2 separate regions of the Mus musculus genome follow, and region 1 is linked to region 2. The links are chromatin contacts, called in public HiChIP or PLAC-seq maps. All regions are on one chromosome and are shown on one strand. Each heading gives the region's core, a stretch centred on a gene start, on an enhancer-like site or on the middle of the called end of the contact. The rest is flanking DNA. Distances are from core to core; before and after follow the strand shown.

Region 1 (3,866 bases), core at 899-3,398, 110 kb before region 2:
ATACCTGCTTTGGCTGGCTCCACACAATGCTGCCCTATGGTCCTTGTTGTGACAATTCAAATTGAGGGATTACATTAATTGTATCATTTTAATATTATTTTCTATTTTCAGACTCCATGGTTAAATAAACGTCAACTGTGACATAGTAGAGGTAAGAGCATCAACTTGTCAGTGTGAAGAGGTCATGTTCTGTGCTCACCATTGTCAAGCAGAAATTTGTTTCTAATATATTCACCCACATCAAAGAACAGAAAATTCAGGACTGTTCATGGGCAGCCCTACATGTGCCATGAGGTGACTCTCCGAACAGACACTGCTGTTGGCTCCAGACTCACTTTCCTAGTAACGGGAAAGAGCTTTTATGTTGTTGACTACTGTTGGGTATCATTGTTCACCTTTGCTTTAATCACACTTAGATTTTGATAAACCTTTTCATATCTTACCTAAGAGTTGTTTGCTGTTTGAAAATTATTCAATACCCAGTAATGTTTCTTGACCTTCTTTGTTTTCCTTTCTGAGAAAAAGATTACTAGAATATAAGTGTAAAAAAAAAAATCTAGGAATTTGAAAAGAATTGTGTTTTGTAGTTCTAGCCTCCTGGAAGAAAATATATATATATATATATATATATATATATATATATATATATATATATATATATATGTGTGTGTGTGTGTGTGTGTGTGTGTGTGTGTGTGTGTAAAATATAATATAATATATATTATATAGTTATAATATATGTATATATATATATATGAGAGTGAGAAAGCTATATATAGAGAGATATATAGATACAGATGAATAAATATGTATATGTGTGTATATAGATGTATATATATCCGTATATATGTTTGTACATATATATGTATATATATGTACATATATATTTTTAAATTTCAAATTATCTTTGTTTGCTGTCATTTCATTACATAATACTGGTATGAACACGAGTACATCATTAAAGCAAACCACTCAAATCAAAGGTATATTAGCTTTATATTCTCAATTTTTATTAATAAATTAATTAATTTCTGTTTCTTCTTCAGTTTCTCTGATCAATATTCCTCATGTCAGTTTTGCTCCCTGTATTGCCTATCTACTTCCAATGCAAGTTTTGTCATTTCAGATCCATTATGTTGCACAAAGCAAGTGTTACATACTGGAGAGGTTTAGCCACAAAATTTGATTAGATTGAAATGATATTTTCTACTTTTGATGGGATTCACTCAGAAAACTGGTCCTCAGTCCCCTTCTCTTCACCTCTTAATATGTAGATATTTTCTAATCCACTTAATACTGAATTAGTTTTATCCTGTGGTTTATTTTTCTTCAGTTCAGAGCCTGGAGTTTATCTTCCAGGCCTCTTACTGAATTTTCCCTGAGTTATTTCCAGAATCTGCTTTATAATTCCTGTATGAGTTTTTTTTTTGATTGTTTTGTTCTGTTTTGTATTCTATTATTATTGTTTGATGTATACAGCATGATCTCACATTACACTCAAGATGTTTATTGAATGACAAGATCCTCTGAATTGATATTGTAAAACTGATTTCTTCATCCACATTTATAGCATGCTTGTTCTTCTTCTCCAGATTTCTCCTTTCTACTTGGGGTGAATTTTGTGTTTATTCACTCTCTTTTTCATTGTTGCATTCTTAGTAATCCCCAAAAATGTCCACTGATGCCTATTGACTGAATAAATGATGGACTGAAATGTATTTATGACTGAAACATCCTGAAACAAGAGTGGATTCTAGTTGGGTTGTAGTATATATGGTCCTCTATATGGTGATTACATATTACACCAGAGAAGTCTAAGTTTGTATACTCATCTAAATACAAAAATGTATGCCTATGTAATCACACACACACCTGCATACACCACATTCTCTTCTAATGACCATTTTCTCAAGACATTGAAAGATGCATATTAAAGATATCGACAATTTGTTCTGAGAGATATGGTATGCATCCAGGCCCCTCAAATTTACTTTCTGACTTAGAAAGTAGAGGATTCAAGGAACGAATTGCCCAAATAGAATGGCTCTTCTAGGTTTCAGAAAGAAATCAGCAATGCAAATGTGGAGAGATTCAGGGAATCCACTCCTTGCTCTGACTTTGAATAAGTCCTAGAAGGATCTCTACTTTAAGCAACATCTGTCCCCTTCCTTGCTGCTGCCTCTGAGCTTCCCTTGCCAACAGCAGACTGCTTGTGATTTCCTCTCTCAACCTAAATTTTAACTTCCTTCTGGATGAGTCAGTTGCCATTCATCTACTTGCTTTGTGCCTTTCAGAATTCTACTACTTTTGTCTCATCTCCTTAACCTTTCGTCTTCCTAGGTACTTTTATTAACTTCTTGTCAATTTACTAAAATTGGGAGGAAATAGTTTACATTTATTTCAATGAAAGCTTCCCAAACTCATGTTGTAAAGTTAACTCTCATAGATATATATTTATTTCTGCATGTAATTATGTTCCTGCTCTCAGTATAAAATAGTATAAAACCTATTAAATCAAGAAGCCGTATGTAGGGCACAGGATTGACAGCAACATGTAAAACAATCAGAGAAAATAAAGATTATGTTCATTTCGAATTCATTGCTTTATCAGATCTTATTGAAGCATTTCTATGCCAAACTATTTAGAAAACCTTTGTAGTGGGTAGAAAACCTTGTCAGAGAGTCCACACTTACAAAACTGAGGGGCCTTGTCCCCAGTTGGTTCTGACTGGTAAATAAAGATGCTTACAGATAATGGTTGAGCAGTGCAGAGAGAGTCAGGAACTTAGGACTCCAATGTTTGGGATCAGAAGAAGGATATGGAGAAAGGAAACAGGGATCTGCCATGAGGGGAGAGTGTAAATGAGAGGAGAGATGCCATGCCTTAGAAGAGTGCAGAACAGAGAGTCTTGGCCACCATGTGAAGGAGATGGGGGAGTGCAGCCCAGAGCACAGCCTAGTTGAGCAGCCCTCTGAGTCCAGAGCAGCCAAAATAGAATATAAAGTTTAGTAAGTAATAACTCGGGATTATTGTCAGGAAGTGGATTAACCTTGTGCCTTGTGGAGACTAGGCAGCTATTGTCTACAATAAGGCATATCAATATATTAAAGGCTGTGGTGTGTGTGTGTGTGTGTGTGTGTGTGTGTGTGTGTGTTTGTGCCTTTCATTCAGGAACGTAAACCTTTGAGGTGGGTAGTGAAAAAAAATCGTCTCTAATCTCTTATCCTATAAAGGGGTAATATCTAAAATATATAAAGAACTCAAGAAGCTAATTTCCAAAAGAAATGAAACAACCTAATCAAAAATGGCATAGAGAGCTAAACAGAGAATTCACAACAGAGGAATTCTGAATGACTGAGAAGCACTTAAAGAAATGTTCAAAATCCTTAGTCATCAGAGAAATGCAAATTAAAAAAAAAAAAAAAAGCTCTGACATACCACCTTACACCAGTCAGTGTGGTGAAGATCAAAACCTCAAACAACAGCACATGCTGGCAAGGATGTGAAGAAAGAGGAAGCCAGGCACACGCCTTTAATCCCAGCACTCAGGAGGCAGAGGCAGGCGAATTTCTGAGTTTGAGGCCAGCCTGGTCTACAAAGTGAGTTCCAGGACAGCCAGGGCTATACAGAGAAACCCTGTCTCAAAAAACCAAACCAAACCAAACCAAACCAAACCAAACCAAACCAAACCAAACCAAACCAAACCAAACAAAACAAAACAAAAATAAAAAAATAAAATAAAATAAAAAGAAAGAAAGAAAGAAAGAAAGAAAGAAATAGGAACACTCCTCCATTGCTTGTGGGATTGAAATCTGGTACAACCACTTGGAAATCAATCTGGCAGTTCCTCAAAAAATAGGAAATA
Region 2 (4,114 bases), core at 420-2,919:
TTTGGTGTATAAGCACTTTTCAATATGGTTATATTTACAGGAAAACATCTCTTGGAGGTAATGTTCCTTTAAGTAAACTGATTTACTTCTTGACTAGGAAGGCAACTGTCTCTGCCTTAAAAGTGCACAGCAGGCTAACTACATTAAAGTATCGCATCTTTAGGTCCTATTCCAGACAATAAATATGTACAAGTCATGAAATTACTATCTACTATACTTAGGGGGCAATTATTTGAGCCATAATAAGAATGTTAATGTCACAAGCTAGCCAGAGATGAATAAAAAGAAGGAAATAAAAGGACCAAGAGGGATAGGAAGTTATGAATTAAGCTAACATTAAGTATAACAAATGTAGAAAAGCTTTCACTCTAGTATTTGAAATCATAAAAAAATACAAGTGTACTTTCTTTGATTTCTGATGACAAAAATCCACAAAAATTCATTTCCATAGTGAATATATGTAATTCACTGCAAGAAAAAAAACAAGTACATTGAGGAGCTCAAAACTCCTCTCCTCTCCTCTCCTCTCCTCTCCTCTCCTCTCCTCTCCTCTCCTCTCTTTGCTGAACCATTTCAACAAGTAGAGGCAAAGTCTGAGATGCTATTTCTTTAATGAGAGAATTATTCATAATAATTTTCCATATTGAAACTAGACATGACATGGAAAATATTTTGTCATTGAAACTGACCCACCTCCCATTTCTATAAATGATTCTATTTTTAAAAGAATAATTCTGATTATAATTTCCCATTTCAGTATAGCCTGTGTCTAAGTCATACTCACTTTGCTAAAAACGATGCAAACATTCAAAATGACACAATTTTGAATATTCTTATAAAATCATATATTTAATATTCTAAGGAGTCTGAGATGATATATTCTCTCACATCACAATAAAGTCACTGTGATGTAAGCACCAGCAACTGGCATGTATCTCACTTTTCCCCTGACTGAAATTCATATCTACAATATCAAAAGCTAAAGCTCTAGTTGTTCAGCTGTTATTTCTTTGTAAACATGTCTGTCCTAGGCCCAGTACATTTAGAGATGATAACCATAGCACAAAGGAAGTTGTAGGGAACCATGAGATGACCTGTTTAGAGTCCATATGAAACACTGAATGCTGCAATGTGCAATGGAACTGAGAGAATGAACCATATCCCTGTTTTACAATGGTTATTTCCAATATTTTTAACATATTCATGTTAACATGTTAGCATCTGTGAGCACAGGTAAGACCAAAAGTTCTGCTCTAAGGGAGGTACCCAAATCCCCCAGAATACAAGAACTGAGGAACATCCTGGGACAGGTTACTTCCACTTTCCATCTGCACTTGGAGCAGACTCTGTGCCGCAGAACTCCTAGATCCCACCTAGAGAGAGCAGGTCACCCAGAAGTGCTGATACACCTGAGAGCACAGGTAAGACGACCACTTTTCATCAAAATCCTGTCCCGAGAGGGAACTGTCCAGAGCCATCAGGACACAGGAACCAAGAAAATGGTCAGGACAGGAGCCTTTTGGTTTCCATCTGTTCCCCAGAGCTGTCCCTGTGTCACAGCTCTCCATACCCAAATTCCTTCCAGAGAGAATGGTCTCACAGGAGTACTGACACACAGACTTGCAGGAGGAACAAGCCACAGTGAGAGACAGCAAGACCAGCTAACACCACAGATAACCAGATGGCAAGAGGCAAGGGCAAGAACAAGAACATAATCAAGAGAGAACAAGACTATCTGGCATCATCAGAACCCAATTCTCCCATGACAGCAAACCCTGGATACACGAAGACACTGGAAAAGCAAGACTCATAATTAAAATCATATCTCATGATACTGATAGAGGACATTAAGTAGGACATAAATAACTCCCTTAAAGAAAGACAGCTGAACACAGGTAAACAGGTAGAAGCCCTTAAAGAATAAACACAAAAATCCCTTAAAGAACTACAAGAAAATATAATCAAATGGGTGAAGGACTTGAACAAAACCATCCAGGATCTAAAAATGGAAATAAAAAGAATAAAGACATCATAAAGGGAGACAACCCTGGAGAAAGAAAACCTAGCAGAGAGATCAGGCGTCATAGATGCATCACCAACAGTATACAAGAGACATAACAGAGAAGAAGATGCAGAAGATACCATAGAAAACATTGATAAAACAGTAAAAGAAAATGCAAAATGAAAAAGCTCCTAACTGCCCCCCCAACCAATCCAGGAAATCCAGGACAAAATGAGAAGATCAAACCTAAGGATAATAGGTATAAAAGAGAGCAAAGATCCCCACCTTAAAGGTCCAGCAAATACCTTCAACAAAATTACATTAAAGACTTGTCACAAAAGACCACACATGGTATGTACTCAGTGATAAATGGGTATTAGGCAAAGAATGTGGAATACCCATGATATAACTCACAGACCACATGAAACTCAAGAGAAAAGAAGACCAAAGAGAGGGTGCTTCAGTCCTACCTAAAGGGGGAACAAAATAATCAAGGGAAGTAGAGGGTGGGAATGACTTGGGAGAAAGTGAAGAAGAGGAGAGGAAAAGGGGGGAATAATCAGGTATGGGAGGAGGTGGAGGATCTGTACAGAGGGTCAGGAAATTGAACAAAGGTAGCAATGGGGGATGGGGAACTGAGGGTAGCCACCAGAAAGTCCCAGATGCCAGGAAAACAAGAGGTTCCCAGTATCCCTATTGGGATAGGGATGACGTTAGCTGAAATACCCAACAAAAGGGACTGAGAACCTGTAGGGACCATATCTAGAGGTTAGGCACCTTTTTGAGGGATGGGGCCACCCGTCCTTCTCAAAAAAAAATTTAACCCAGAATTGCTCCTGTCTAAAGGAAATACAGGGACAAAGAATGGAGCAGAGACTGAAGGAGAGGGCATCTAGAAACTGCCCCACTGGGGATCCATCTCACATGCAGACACCAAACCCAGACACTATTTCGGGTGCCAAGAAGTGCTTGCTGACAAGAGCCTGATAACAGCTATTTCCTGAGAGGCTCTACCAGATCCTGACCAATATAGATGAGGAAGCTTGCAGCCAACAATGGATTGAGCACAGGGACCCCAGTGGAGGAGTTAGTGGGAGGGCGGAAGGAGCTGAAGGGGCCTTATCTGGCATCAATGTGAGGGGAGACCCTTGGTCCTGTGAAGGCTTGATGCCCCAGTGTATAGAAATGCTATAGAGGTAAGACAGGAGTGAGTAGGTGGGTGGTGGAGCACCTTCATAGAAGCAGGGTAATGGGGAATAGGATGGGGGGTTGGAGAGGAGAAACTGGATAGGGGGATAACATTTGAAAATAAATAAATAAATAAATAAATAAATAAATAAATAAATAAATAGATAAATAAATAAAAAAGGAAGTTAATTTGCGCTGAAGTTTAGTAGTTGAGGAGTAAAATGCACACTATAAATAAATATGTTCTTTTTGGAAATAGAAGGTGTTTTGACCTCTTCTCATTACTTAGTTATGAGGTTTTTAGTGTTATGCTGTGTTTTATTTTTCTCTATTTGTGGGTATTCTATGCAGACCATGAAAATAAATTATAAAATATCCTTGAAGAAAAACCTTTGAAGCTAATATAAAATGGAAAATTAATATGTATAACCAAAATATTTATTAAATAATTCAGCTCTTTTGATAAAAATAAATGAGTACTAAATCACTGATGAAATAAGAAAATAATAATGTTCATAAGAAAATTTCTATAGGTTTGATTCATTAAATAAATATTTGTAAAATTCATATGTGTTTGCACTTCATGGGTGGTTGGGACAATTGGATCCATTCATTTATTATTCATTATTATGCAGAGTTTATAATTATTAGTAAGTTGAATATTTTTAATCAGTTTATGGTGATCCTCTAAAGATTTACAGTTTTTCTATAAATGTCCAAGTATTTGAAAATGTTCACAATTTTTAAAAAATGGACCAACAAATTAAACGACATTCATGTTTCAAATCTATTATAGCAGTATTTAACATTCACATGGCTTTCCGAAAGTAGAGTGGCACCATCTTACTAGTAATTTATACTAAATCTTGGAAGCCAGTGTCAAATGAATAATCTTCTGACATCTAAAAGTAATCTGTCACATCT

The links. HiChIP or PLAC-seq counts read pairs in DNA pulled down with a chosen protein or histone mark.
Region 1: a contact with region 2 is called in an H3K27ac HiChIP or PLAC-seq map of embryonic stem cells, with 6 read pairs. The contact joins two enhancer-like sites. A contact is called at or near these places in 1 of 484 Hi-C or Micro-C datasets (embryonic stem cells), 2 of 115 datasets of contacts at active chromatin or transcription factors (both in embryonic stem cells) and 2 of 9 other capture datasets (adipose tissue and pancreatic islet).

What each region holds. Positions count from the first base shown.
Region 1 is chr1:140,433,288-140,437,153 of GRCm38.p6, reverse strand. The region is part of intron 12 of Kcnt2 (potassium channel, subfamily T, member 2); the gene reads right to left. Among named protein-coding and RNA genes, the nearest start is that of Kcnt2, 190 kb to the right of the region's middle. Within about 2 kb of position 2,148, at least 7 of the 459 cell types and tissues checked have an H3K27ac peak or open chromatin away from gene starts, as enhancers often do. A contact at or near this core is called in embryonic stem cells, where this site is marked.
Region 2 is chr1:140,324,151-140,328,264 of GRCm38.p6, reverse strand. All of the region lies in intron 1 of Kcnt2 (potassium channel, subfamily T, member 2), which reads right to left. Among named protein-coding and RNA genes, the nearest start is that of Kcnt2, 80 kb to the right of the region's middle. Within about 2 kb of position 1,669, at least 3 of the 459 cell types and tissues checked have an H3K27ac peak or open chromatin away from gene starts, as enhancers often do. A contact at or near this core is called in embryonic stem cells, where this site is marked.